Regions from separate parts of the Mus musculus genome. Here region 1 is linked to region 2. The links are chromatin contacts, called in public Hi-C maps. All regions are on one chromosome and are shown on one strand. The core of a region is the stretch at or near the end of the contact, and the rest is flanking DNA. Distances in the headings are between cores, read along the strand shown. Region 1 has its middle 49 kb from the start of Gm39776. Region 2 has its middle 14 kb from the start of Gm13421.

Region 1 (6,588 bases), core at 3,648-6,147, 71 kb before region 2:
GGATCACCAAGGTCTCAACTCCACATGGCCTCAGTACTAGAGGTGCTGTTCCCACCTGGATGCAGTGAAGAGCCTGGTGCCCCACACTGTAGGACCACCAGCCTCCCTTACTTCCTGTTCTTCTACCCATAGCCTCATTAGACCCTGGCCCAAAACTCTGTCCCTGTTGCTGTCTGAAGGACAGAGTCATCAAGAGGCTGGCTGCCATCTCTGCCCATTCTCCACCACCATTATTAGACCAGGACCAGCATGCCTCAAAGTTCCCTGAACCATTATTCACATTGTCTGAGGCTGACCTCTGGCTGTACATATGGTGCACTATAAGAACCAGCGTCATGGAATGGGTACAAGTGTTTACCACCAAGCCCGACCACCTGAGTTAAGTCCATCCCAGAGACCATGGGATGGAGGGAGAGAATTGACTCTTACAAGATGTCATGTGACCTTTGCACTCATGCCCATATATACAAGCATACACATACACAACATGAGACATCCCACAGCCTGCCTAGGGGGGCTGTACATCTCAGCTTCTGAGGAGGAGATGGGCCCCTGATATCTTCCTAGGGGCCATAGCACAGGGCAGGGAAGCCCCTGGCATTTGTCTAGCCTGATGTCAGTTGGAGAGCTTAAAAGCTATCTGCCCCAGAGGAATGGACACCAAGGGAGAGGAAGATCCTGGAACAAAGGAGGGAATGTCCTGTGAGACTGACAGGGTGGCTCACATCTGGGAAGAAACACATTACCAGGCCTCCACAAAGTGCCTGATGCCCAGGCTTGGTATACTCCTCCCTGGGCTGCAGGCTGTGGGCTAATGGTCTAGGCTCTCCACTTCTGGAAGGCTGCCTTCTCTTGGCCTCTAAAGTTCTACCAACAAAAACATGGGTGTTGGGTGCTGTTCTCTAAATATGGAAGGTAGGCACACCAGAGAATTGCTCCCTCTAGCCTGGAGCCTGAGGGATAATTCAAGCTGTTCTCTCTCTCTCTCTCTCATTTGTGTCTGTGTGTCTGTTTGTGTATGTATGTGTATGTAAATGTGTGTGTGTGTATGTGTCTCTCATGTGTTTGTGTGTGCCTATATGTCTGTGTCTGGTGTGTGTGTATGTATGTATGTATGTTCATGTATGTTCATGTATGTATGTGTGTGTTTGTATGTGTGTCATGTGTATGTCATCTGTGTGCATACATGTGTGTGTCTATCTCTCATGTGAATGTGTGTGTGCATTCTCATTCTCATGTGAATGTGTATGTGTTTATGTGCATTCATGCATGTGTGTGTATGTATTTTATATGTCTCTGTGTGTCTCTTATATGTGTCTGTATGTCTCATGTGTACATTTGGGTGTGTGCATGTGTATATGTGTGTGAATGTGTATTTCTCTTTCACATGTGTATATGTGTGTATGTGCATGTATGTGTCATGTATGTGTCTGTGTGTATGTGTGTCTCTGTGTATGTGTTTGTGTATCTGTATGTCTGTATCTGTGTGTGCTTCTGTGTGTATGTCTCTCTCTCTCTCTCGTGTATCTTTTTGTGTGTGTGTGCGTATGTGTGTATGTGTGTGTATATGTAGGCATGTGTACATGTTTGTGTATGGTGTATGTATATATATGTGTGCACATGTTTGTGTATGGTGTGTATGTATGTGTGTGTATGTGTTTCCCTTTTGTGTATATACATGCATGCATACATGTGTGTGCATGTGTATGTGTCTCTCTCTTGTATGTATGTATGTAGCTGTGTATGTGCTTGGGTACATGTGTGCATGCATGCATGTGTGTATATGAGTGTGTGTGAGAATGCATTCATGTGTATGTGTATATATGTGTGTCTCTTTCTTGTGGGTATATGCATGTGTGTGTAAGTGTGTAGGTGCATGGGTACATGTGTGTGTGCATGTATGCATGTGTGTATGTGAGAGTGCATGCATGCACATGTATGTGTTATCATTGAACTCCTCAGAGAGGATTCTTAGAGCACCTTCAGGTCCTCCTGCACACCTGGTTTCAAAAACCGCACTCTGAGAAATGGCTGCTCTTTCCAGTGAGGAGAAACTGCGGACCACAGCATCACAACCGCACCAACACCACCAGAGACGTGACCCCCTGTGTAAGGTGAGAGGATAGGTGATTTTCTAGATCAGGTAGGACATTTCCTCCCTCAGAGAGACCCAGTGGCTCCTACAAAATATCAGATCTAAGCTAAACTCATGGATTCACCACCCAACCTCCCTCCCTCTCAACCATCCATTCATCTGTGCATCCATCTACCCACCCAGCCAGTAAGCCATCTGTTGTCTATCCATCTAACCCACTAGCCACTCATATACTTCTTCATCTACCCATCCACGACCTCCCTCCCACCCTTTCATCCATCTACCCATCTGCTTACCATTAGCCACCCACCCATCCATCCATCCATCCATCCATCTACCTACCTATCCACCTGTTATCTGTCCATCTATCCATCCACATTTCCTTTCCTTCTTCCCACCCATCCTCCCATCTTCCATCCATCTATCCAGATATTACCTGTCCATCCATCCATTTAATTCTCTGTCATCCAATACCCCTTCAGGATTCACTCAGCACCTATCACATGTCTTAACCTTGACCAGTCTCACAAACTCATCCACTGGTTACTGCCCTTGAGGACAGACATGGAGACAAAGAAAAACAGCATGAATCGTGTGCAAGCACATCTGTTGGGGTGCCCTGGATATGCATTGCTATAGCATCATCTCATCTGGGGATTCTTGTTGGGCCTTACCAGCCTTCCCTGGGTCTAAGTTTTATATTTTTAGAGGAAATATGGGGTGATGACAGGGCCTCTTCTCAGGGTGGCTGCCAGGGCCCTCTTGGGCCTCTATCTGTTTCCCTTGCCTTTGTAGATCTACTGTGAGGCCTGGTACCTGCTTGTGAATGATTGCTGGGCCTCATGGTGACCTGGGACTACCAGGTCCCTGCACATGGACGAGTGGTGTTCTCATGAGAGGAGGCTTCCCACTCCACCTCCAGGACTCAGAGGCTTTGAAAGGCTCATCCAATCCTGCTCAACAAGACTGGTCCATTCCTGGACATGTTAGAGCTTCTGGTTCCTTGTCTTTCCAAGATAATCACTTAGAAAGCCTATGTGCTAGAGAAGCCTTAGCCAAGGCTGAGGGCCACAGCCTTGACCATCAGTCCTGGCACAGGAGAACACATTTCCCAGCACATACTGCTTAATATTTAACCTCCTGCAGAGCTTCCAACTGCTAATGACGTGACATTAACTCTGCACAAATAAGAGGGTTCAGAGGAGCCAACCCCAGTCCACAGGGCATAGGCCAAACACTACCTCCCTCTGGCCTTTGAATTCCTCAAGCCAGGGCTAGGAACAAGGGTCTTAGTTTACCATATCATGCTGTAGGGGTCTGAGGGGCTGCAGTAGAGGCCCTTAGGGGCTGTAGTGGAGGGCCTCAGGGGTTTCAGTGGAAGTCTCAGGGGGATATATTGGGGACCTCAGGAGATGCAGTGGGAGGGCCAAGGGATGCAATAGGCAGGAGGACTCAGGGGATTCAGTGGAGCGCCTTGGAGGCTGCAGTGGGAATCTCAGGAGATGCAGTAAGAGCCTCAGGGAGATGGAGTGGAAATCTCAGGGGGCTGTAGTGGAGGTATCAGAGGATGCACTGGGGGTTCTTCAGGGATACAGTGGAGGTCTCAGGAGCAACGTTCTCTCTGACTATTGTTTCTAGTCTCTCACAAAGCTGCCTCCACCTCTGCTGAAGTCATCCAGAAGTGGGCCATAACTAATTTTCCTGTCTTTTCTGTCCTCCAGTGTGCCCAGGGAATAAACCACAATTGTCTTTCTTAGGCTGGACAAGGATGAGGTGCCAGGGTAATACCTGGAAACGCATTTCTGGTATAGGAAAAGGCTGGAAACGGAAGTGCTCTTCCCAAAGTAGGCTTCTGCTACAGCAGAAATAACACATTGTCCCAGGAGTGGGGCAGGCCACCTGGGCCCTGTTGAGGGTTATCCCTGAAGCAGTAACTGCCCAGACAAAGAAAGCCAAGGGGTACAGACAAGGCTTGGGGTATCCTGAACCTCAAAGGAGCAGCACTAGACAGACTGCCCTCACCTCTAGAAGCTTTTCCCAGGTGTCTGTGGGTCTCCTGTTCCCAGCACTAACTGTTAACACTCCCTCTGTGGCTGTTGACTTCCTGAGGAAGACTTCAGACCTCACTGGATCCAGAACTCATTCCAAATCTTTGTCCAGCTCAGCAGCTAACTCATCCACTAGATAGCTCAAGGAGCAGAAAGATAGGGTAGAAGACCAAGAGCTCTTCAACTACCTCAGGCCCAGGGAGTCCCCTCTGAACCTGCAGCCTGGCCCAGTTTCTGTTTACATTTGCAAATGAAGGTAGTAGGGGGAACTGAATGTGTGAGAAGTAAGTTTGGGGCTGGAAACCAAGCCTAGTGGGTATTTATGTTTTCTGTCCTGTGTGTGGTGGCAATTCCCTGACAACAGGAGCTGCTCTCCTCTGTTCTCTTTAAGTAAGAGAACCACCTAGCTCACTGAGTCTGGGCAAACCATGCCCACTTGCCCCAAATCTGTCTAGAGAGGGCTCTACCCCCTGTAGCTGTCTCTAATGTTAACCCACATCTGGCCCATCTGGTCAGCTCTTGAAGTCTTTTTAGAGTCAAAGACCAACAGGGCTTGTTCTGAGGGGCTTAGACTCCAGAGCTGCTGCTGGGAACTAAAGCTCTAACCCCACACTTCCACAAAAAGAATTTCCAGAGTGAACAACCTGCCCCCCACCCCACCTCCACCTCCAGTCCACAGAGTTCCAGGAACCAAGTGTTCCTGCCACCTCCAGCCACTTTAATGGTTTGGGCCTGGGCGTGGCAGGGGGAGGCAGGTAAACATTTGGGGACAGTAAATAAATCAATAGGGCAGGTGAGGTAAGAGTCCCTTCACCTTTGGCCACCATTAGACAAGTCTCTCTCTCTCTCTCTCTCTCTCTCTCTCTCTCTCTCTCTCTCTCTCTCTCCTTGTCCTGTCCTCTGTCTGTTTGCTTAGATAGGGACAGATGGACAGCAGAGTAAACAGGGACCCAATGGGTAGCTAGCCAAGGGGACACAGGGAGGGGACAGCCTTAGCAGAAGTCAGGTTGAGCCCCAGATCAGAGTGGATCAAAAGCAAGCACAGAGCTGACTGAGCCCAGAGCCAAAGAGTTACACATAGCCCAAGGCTAGCCCCAGACACCACAGTCCCCAGAGCTCATCCCACAGACCTAACATGAGACAGAAAGACTCTACCATGTGGCACCTCATGGCACCAGTCAGAAGCACAGTCAGGGCCTGGCTTCTAGTCGTCTGTCCTCTATGTCCTCAGAATGAGTTCAGGGGGCCCATGATATGGAGTCCTAGAAAGTGGGATACTCTGCTGTCCTCTGTACCCTGCCCACTTATCTCAGCCACTCAGTTCAGGGCACAAGTTGTGTTTGTATGTTGGGTTCAGATCCACAGCCTATATTGGCTGTGAATTTTCTCTCTACCAAGCCTCCAGAATGTTCTGAGGAAGTGAGACCCAGGGCTGTCCCGCTGGTCATCGCAGTGCATGAATGTCAGAGTAGGGGACACAGGGCTCACAGACGACTCACCCAAAGGACATGGATACAGCTCGTGGTAGAGTGCAAGTCTGGCCATAAGGGTCCTGGCTTTCCCTAGCAGTGAGCAGCAGTTTACCCACAGCTCCCCATGGCCCACCTGCTCAAAATGGAACTCTGGCCAGTGTGAGCCACAGTGTGTAAGGTGGGAAGAGAGGGACAACCCAAGTCCACCGGCCTCTCAGACAGTGCTTACAACAGGATCAGCACCCCTGCAGCCCACCTGCCAACTCAGCGGGGCATATCCACTCATGGCCTCTTCTCTGCACTGTACCAGCCCCACTCCTTGCCTGGCAGGAGCTCTGCCTTCTAACCTTGGTTAAGAACCTGCCTGGGAACACATCCCGAATCCCCACCCTGCAGCACCCTAGTGGGGCTGTGGCCTCCACTCTCACCCCCATGATTTCTTGGGAAAGTGGGAACAACACACATCCTCTGATGCATGAATTCATGTGACAGTGGTAGTCAGGGCAGCTGATGCCTGGATTGATAGGTTGGCCTGAGGATGTTATGGAAAGCGAGGTAGCAGGTCCCACCGCTCAGAACCTGCTTTGTGGGTGAACTCCAACGAGGACTCACTGTCAAAAGGGTATGCGTTTGCTCTGCCAGCTCTACACTCAGCCAAGGCTGAACATCAGCTGAGGACCTGTGAAGGAAACATACCCCCAACAGGAGAAGACTCTCTTTTGATTGTAAAGAAAAATATAATAAATTAATTTGGGACTTTCACACCAAAAAAGTTAGTCCTCCTGGGGATCATGAACTCTCCCATTTTGGGCAAACTGCACAAAACCTGTGTTGTTCTCTCCTTTCTTTTTTTTCTTTTTTTAGGTTTTTGTTTTTTGTTTTTAGGATTTATTTACTCTATGTATATGAGCATACCATCACTCCTTTCAGACACACCATAAGAGGGCATCAGATTCCATTACAAATGGTTGTG
Region 2 (6,749 bases), core at 1,945-4,444:
AATTGAACTCAGGATCTCTGGAAGAGCAGTCAATGCTCTCAACCGCTGAGCCATCTTTCTAGCCTTTTGGGGTTTTTTGTTTGTTTTTTTTTGTTTTGTTTTTTGTTTTGTTTTGTTTTTGTTTTTGTTGTTTTGTTTTTTGTGTTTTTTTTTTAAGGCACAAAGTGAACATTCTGATTCCAAAGGGGAAGAATGGAAAATAACAAGAAAAAAAAATAAGATCAAAGATAGACTATCACTCAGAGGGGCAGCAAGTGTCAAGTCCTGTCCAGAATCTGAGACTGGTGGTGGCCCCACCTGGACTCCAACAGCCTTGATTAACCCCATGCCTCCAACTCTACCATCTGAAGCACATTTAGCCTCTCCCAGGTCACCTCTACTATGTGCCTGCACTTTCCTCAGCGGATACGCCATTGTCCGGCCATCTCCAACGTGCTGGGGTCTCCACTGCAACTGACGTTCACCTTCAAGCTCCTCACAATGGTCTCTCAGAGCCTCCTTATAGGGACTCAACCCTGCTACACAGTGACTTTCTGGATCTTTGGTGCAAACCTCCACGACCCTGTAAACACTTGGATTCTGCATGTCTGCAAAACTGCCACCTCGAGGAGGATTTGAGTCATCCGGAAGCCGGGCTGGACCCCAAGGCCACAGCAGTGTGTCCTGGGAGCTGAACCTAGGAAAACAGTCCCCAGGCGGCTGGGTTTTGGAGAGTGTTTGTTAAGCAGCTTCCACCTTCTAGCCTAGTGTGGGCTCTCTACACTAATGAGGAGGCCTGAATCCAGGCTCTTCTAGTAGATCCTAGAGTAATGGCTTTGCCTCTTTAAGATGTTGTCTGTCAAAAAGGGGGGTCGCCTGGGTGCTCAGCTGCATGAAGAGCAAGCTGTCATATTCACCCCCACTTGAAGCATGGCTTCTGGCTGAAGAAGTTACACCATTTCAACCTCCCTAGAAGCCAGCATACAGTGGGCCTACAAAGGGTCTTCAGCCTGCTTTGTCCTCTGCACCTTCCATCGAAGCACTAGCCCCTTGTGGGACAGCCCGGAAGTTCATGGGCAGCACCTGTGTAAGCCTGACCAGGTCTCCATGTTATCTTGGTTCCCAGCTGCTATCACCCTGCTCCAGCTGTGGTCCTGATGGTCCTTGGATCCTACATTTGCCAAAAGACCCCTGCAGTGCCTAGTGGAGGCCCAGTGGACAGGGAAATAGCTAGCCAAGGGATGGCTGAAAGATCAGCCCAGAAGGCATCCTGAAAGGGTACAACTGCATGGATAGAGACCCTAAGGTGGGAAAAGTTAAACATTCTAGCAGGGAAGGAAGGGTGGAGCCCAGGATGGCTATGCAGGGCTGGTGGCCTACCAGGCTATGTACCTCAAAGCTCCACTTGGGTCAATGGGCAGCTTGCTTGTGAAACATGGAATGAGCCTAGGTTACTTGGCCCAGGAGCCCCTAGAGTTATATATAGTCACAGCTGTACTCTTCAAGACTTCCCCCAGACTGGAAAAGGCAGCCCCCAGCAAGTATCTCCTGCCTTTCCCAAACAGGGTCTGGTCACAGAAAACTAGCACTGGGTCCTGACTTGTGGGAAGAAGCCACTCCACCTGCAAGGCCAGACCTATAGGAAGGGATGTAGAATTGTAGCCACATCACTGACTGCACCCCTTAACAGAGGACACATATGTGAAAATGGAGGTACAGAGAGTAGTGGACTGAATGTTGCCCCCTTCAAAGACATATTCCTTGAAACTTACGACTGCCCTTGTTTGGGAAAAGATACTCTGCAAATGTAAATGGGGACAGGATCATCAAAAGAGATCAGTGGATCGAAGGCCTGAAATCCAATGACAAGTGCCACTATAGGAGACACACAAGACACAGGGGAGCAAGAGGAGGCCTTGAGAGAAGGAAAAGGAAATTTATTGACACATTCTCAACCCCAGGACTATCTGGGAGACAGGAGGAACCATCTCACTAGGAGCCTTGGGAAGAGTCAGCAGCCCCACCCCCACCCCGACATTCCATGCCCCCCCATGCCTTGATATCGAACTCTGACCTCCAGAACAGGGAAATTTGTTTTGAGCCATCCAGTTTCAGTTCGTGGAATTTCAGTGATGCAGTATCAGGCTGCTCAGAAACCTTTATCTGCTCCAAGTAAAACAGGGGCCCAGCCTGGATGTGGTGTTCTGAACATGAGCCTGGGCCCTGAGCTGCAGATTTCGCTGTCTGGAGCTTGGGGCCCAGGGAAGCTTAGGTGGGCAGAACCAGGTCCATTTTGCCTTCACTTCAGGTTTCTGAGCACCCAAGTGTCCAGCTGTGGCCGGTGACAGCAGGTATCCTAGAACCCCACGCACATACAGTCAGTCTGGCTGACTCTTCCCCTGTGGCTCAGTGAGTGTGGTACTGGCAGAGGGCAGACAAAAAAGGCAGACCCCAGTTCAACAGAAAGAGCAAAGGCTACCAGGGACCATAGGACAAGGTCAGTGTCACCGAGTCAGGATTGGGGTACTCAGGAGGATCCCTCTTGGGGAGCTTCAACCGAGCACAGCATGTGCCTCTAGATCAGTGGTTCTCAACCTGCGGGGTGTGACCCCTCTGAGGGTCACCTAAGACCACCAGGAAACAGATATGTACATAATGATTCAGAACAGTAGCAAAATTACAGTTATGAAGTAGCGATGAAAATAATTTTATAGTTGGGGTCACCACAACAGAAGGAACTGCTGTAAAGGGCCACGACAGTAAAAGGTTGAGAACACTGCTCTAGGCGGATGATAGAAATTTGGTCCCTGCCCTGAATCTCAGCCTTCCACTTCTCCAGCACAGCTAGACCTCCAGAATGAGAAGAAAGTTGTCTCCTTGTCCATCCCCAGCCAATAGCCTCCGATTCCACAGAAACAACTGATGAAAGAGAAACAGAGCGAGTGCCCTCATCCAGGCTGCCTCGGGGTTCTGCAACAGCACAGGACACCAGGGGAGCCCAAGAAGGCTCTGGAACAACCTGAAAAGCAGATGACTTACTCTGAGTCATGCCTAGTCTCAAGGGCCTGGGGCTCTGTCCCTCCCTCCTTCAGGCCCTTAGGACTCTCCCAGGGAGCTGGTAGTAGGTTATTTATATATTGGAGGAAGAGCAGCCCCAGCTTGGACCATGCAGAACTTCCGGTCCTTCAGCCAAGGGGCCAGAGCAGGATGGAAGCACTCTAGAGGCGGCTGGGTCAGGCACGAAAGGTCTCTGGACCGACGCCGACCCTGGGAATACTGTGTCCCCTCATGTGCCTGCACGTCCGGGGGTCAGTGGTTGTTTTATTAATAGAGGGCCCCAAGGAGAAGGCTCACCCCGCTGGATGGTCATTCACCTCCCTATAGAAACAGAAGAGCATCCAGGGAAGGCTAAACTAGAAGCACAAGGGCATCCCCCAGAGGGACACAGCCTTAGTCACTCATAGGGGCATCTCCCAGAGAGAGCTTGGCCTCAGTCATCCTCTGCCATGAGAAATAAAAAGCTAATTTGCCAGATCTCTGGCTCCAGCAGGCAGCAGCTACTTTAAAATTGACACCAGTCTCATTGAGACACAGGAAAAGCAACACACAGTCTGAGCAGTAGCCTATCTGCAAGACACTGGAATAGTCAGAGGTGTCCACCTGAGCCAGTCATACACACCAAAAATTTCAGCCCAGCCCTGTGAGTCTTCAAAGCCACTGACTGGTTGGTTGTATCTTTCCAGGGCCATTCACAAAAACAAAACAAAACAAAACAAAACAAAACAAAACAAAACAAAACAAAACAAAACATGGTGCTGGAGAGATGGCTCAGTGGTTGAGTCCTGACTGTTCTTCCAAAGGTCCTGAGTTCAAATCCCAGCAACCACATGGTGGCTCACAGCCATCTGTAACAAGATCTGACACAAGATCTGACTCCCTCTTCTGGAGTGTCTGAAGACAGCTACAGTGTACTTACATATAATAAATCTATAAATCTTTTTAAAAAAAGATGATCAGGTTTACAAAAATACAAACTATGTCCTCAGAGAATCTGGTGAGTGAATTGGGCTTCATGGCTCACATTTCCTGGGTAGTATGAAAAAAATCCCCAGGGCATTTCCTAGTTGCTATATAACAAAGACCTGACAAGACCAACTTCAAGAAGGGATGGTGCTGGTGGGGCTCACAGTCATCAGAGCTAGGAGGGAAGGTCACATGGCATCCGTGCCGAGGATGCAGACAGAGCTCAGCCCACTTTCTCCTTATTTAGGCTAGCACCCCAGCCCGTGAGACGGTACTGACCAGTTTCAAGGTGGCTCCTCCTACCTGGACAAACACAATCTAGAAAACTCCTCGAGGACATGCCTAGACATTTGTCTCATAAGTGACACTGGATCCTATCAACTTGACAGTCAACATTAATCATCGCATGTGGAATTGCATGTATGCACAATACATATGCAATGGGAGGTGACTGGTCCACCACAGCACTTACTAGAGACCCAAAACATAACTATGTACCAAGCCACAAGCCCAGGGCATTCCCTAGCACCCCAGAGTCCTCTGGAGCTGTAGACCCCAGTTCAGTTTGTGCATGTCAGTCAAGGTACTAGAACAGGATCAAAACACTCCAAAACTGGCCGGCGACACCTCCCCACCATCCTGTGTGTGTGCATTCCAAGTTTTAGTTTCTCCATCTGGAATCAGGACAGGCATAGCTGGGTCTCCCAAGCTTGCTCCAAAGCCAAGTCTGAGGCCCACATTATGTATTTCTCTGATCAATTCCTTTGGAAAAAACAAACAAACAAACAAACTGAAGCCCAGTCTGGATGGGCAAATTGTCCAAGCCAAAGAGAAGTGGGAATGCAGCCCTGCCCAAGGCTTGGAGGTGGGGGAGCAAAAGTTCCTTTCCTCGGGACCCAAGACCAGTTTGGCTTTTCCAGAGCCTCCGCACCCTGAGTGGTGCAAGTCTGCCTCCACGTGGAGACTGATGGAATTTCCTCCAGATGAGCAGAAATTACATCTGAGACCTAGGAAAGTCAGCTCCCAAAAGCATGGGGGTAAGTGCTAGAAGAGGCTGAAACAGCTTTCTCGCCTGAATGATGCCTACCCCATCTAAACCTTGCATCCAACGCATCATTAGACATGAGGCATAACTGCAGAGAAATCAGACTGGATAGGTTGGATTTGTTGGTTAGCAATGCTAAGCAGATTCTAGACTCTGTTTTCTAGAGTTGCTAGAGAAGCTCAGCTTAGCTGGTTGGCTAAGCATGGGCCATAAGGTGACCGCCACAAAGTCAAAGCCTAGAACTGTTTGGGGGTCATAGAGGAAAGTGTCACTCCTCAGAGAGACTGGAATGTTCCACTAGATTATTCCAGCATGTCTGTTCATCTCTGTGGGGTGGTCCAGAGAAGACTGCTCTCAGCATGACTGTGAAAAGTTATTTTTCTAGGGGATTCCCAGCATCATGAGGAACACTGGTCTCTCCCTAGATGGCAAGAATTACAATATGGGCCAGAGAGATGGCTCAGCGGTTATGAGCACTGACTGCTCTTCTGAAGGTCTTGAGTTCAAACCCCAGCAACCACATGGTGGCTCACAACCATCCCTAATGAGATCTGACGCCCTTTTCTGGTGTGTCTGAAGACAGCTACAGTGTACTTACATAATAAATAAATCTTTTTTAAAAAATTACAATGTGAACCACAGCCATACTGGGCCCCATAGCTGCAATGAGGGTAACTGGATGGTCACACGGTCAATAACATAACATGGGACTGAGCGGCAGAAGAATCTCCGAGTTCCAGATGAGCCGGGTCCAGGATAGCTAGATACAAAGAAACCCTGTCTCAGAAAACAAAAACAAACAAACATGGGTTTGGAGACCATAAGGACAGCAGAATCAAAGAGTAAAATAAGCTGACTCTGGGAAATTTAGGGTGCTGAGTAGCTGACAGAGGTGTCCTCAGAGGGGACACAGACTGGTACTCTACATTGTTACTGATTTTATGAGTGAAGCTTTGAACTTAAGTGAGCAGAGTCTAACTTGAACTGGCAAAGCAGTCTTGTAGCTTCTCAACTGATTGACCCAATCTATAAACCCACAGGTCTTGCTTACACTGATGTCTTAAATCACTTTCACACTTTTTCCTTTTTTGAAACAGGGTTTCTCTGTGTAGCCCTGGTTGTCCTGGGACTTACTCTGTAAATCAGGCTGGTCTTGAACTCAGAGATCTGCTTGCCTCTGTCTCCCAAGGGCTAGGATCAAAGGTATGCGCCACCACCACTCACACCTTTTAAAATGCTATTTACTGGCTGGAGAGAATGCTCAGAGGCTAAGAGCACTGGTTGCTCTTCCAGAGGTCCTGAGTTCAAATCCCAGCAACCACATGGTGGCTCACAACCATCTGTATGGAATCCGATTCCCTCTTCTGGTGTGCATGAAAACAAAATACTCATATACATAAAACAAATTTTAAAATATTTAATATATATACATATATATGTATATATGTATGTGTGTGTATATATATGTGTATATGTGTGTATATATATATATATGTATATATATATATATATATATATATGTATATATATATATATATTTACAGCAAGCAGTTGAGACACACCACACACCTTTGATCCCAGCACTAGTGGGGCAGAAGCAGGTAGATCTCTGAGTTTGAGGCCAGCCTGGTCTACAGAGCTAGTTCCAGGACCACCAGGACTACACAGAGAAACCCTATCTATAAATAAATAAATAAATAAA

Evidence for each region. A called contact is a pair of places that touch in the nucleus more often than the background predicts.
Region 1: a contact with region 2 is called in a Hi-C map of liver, with 5 times the contacts expected there. The contact joins two enhancer-like sites. A contact is called at or near these places in 2 of 39 promoter capture datasets (both in liver), 13 of 484 Hi-C or Micro-C datasets (the G1E-ER4 cell line, the HPC-7 cell line, embryonic fibroblasts and 4 more), 7 of 115 datasets of contacts at active chromatin or transcription factors (VIP interneurons, embryonic stem cells, epiblast stem cells and 4 more) and 1 of 9 other capture datasets (embryonic stem cells).

What each region holds. Positions count from the first base shown.
Region 1 is chr2:27,623,445-27,630,032 of GRCm38.p6, reverse strand. No RefSeq gene overlaps it. Among named protein-coding and RNA genes, the nearest start is that of Gm39776, 49 kb to the right of the region's middle. Within about 2 kb of position 4,897, at least 18 of the 459 cell types and tissues checked have an H3K27ac peak or open chromatin away from gene starts, as enhancers often do. A contact at or near this core is called in hepatocytes and liver, where this site is marked.
Region 2 is chr2:27,551,011-27,557,759 of GRCm38.p6, reverse strand. No RefSeq gene overlaps it. Among named protein-coding and RNA genes, the nearest start is that of Gm13421, 14 kb to the right of the region's middle. Within about 2 kb of position 3,194, at least 32 of the 459 cell types and tissues checked have an H3K27ac peak or open chromatin away from gene starts, as enhancers often do. A contact at or near this core is called in hepatocytes and liver, where this site is marked.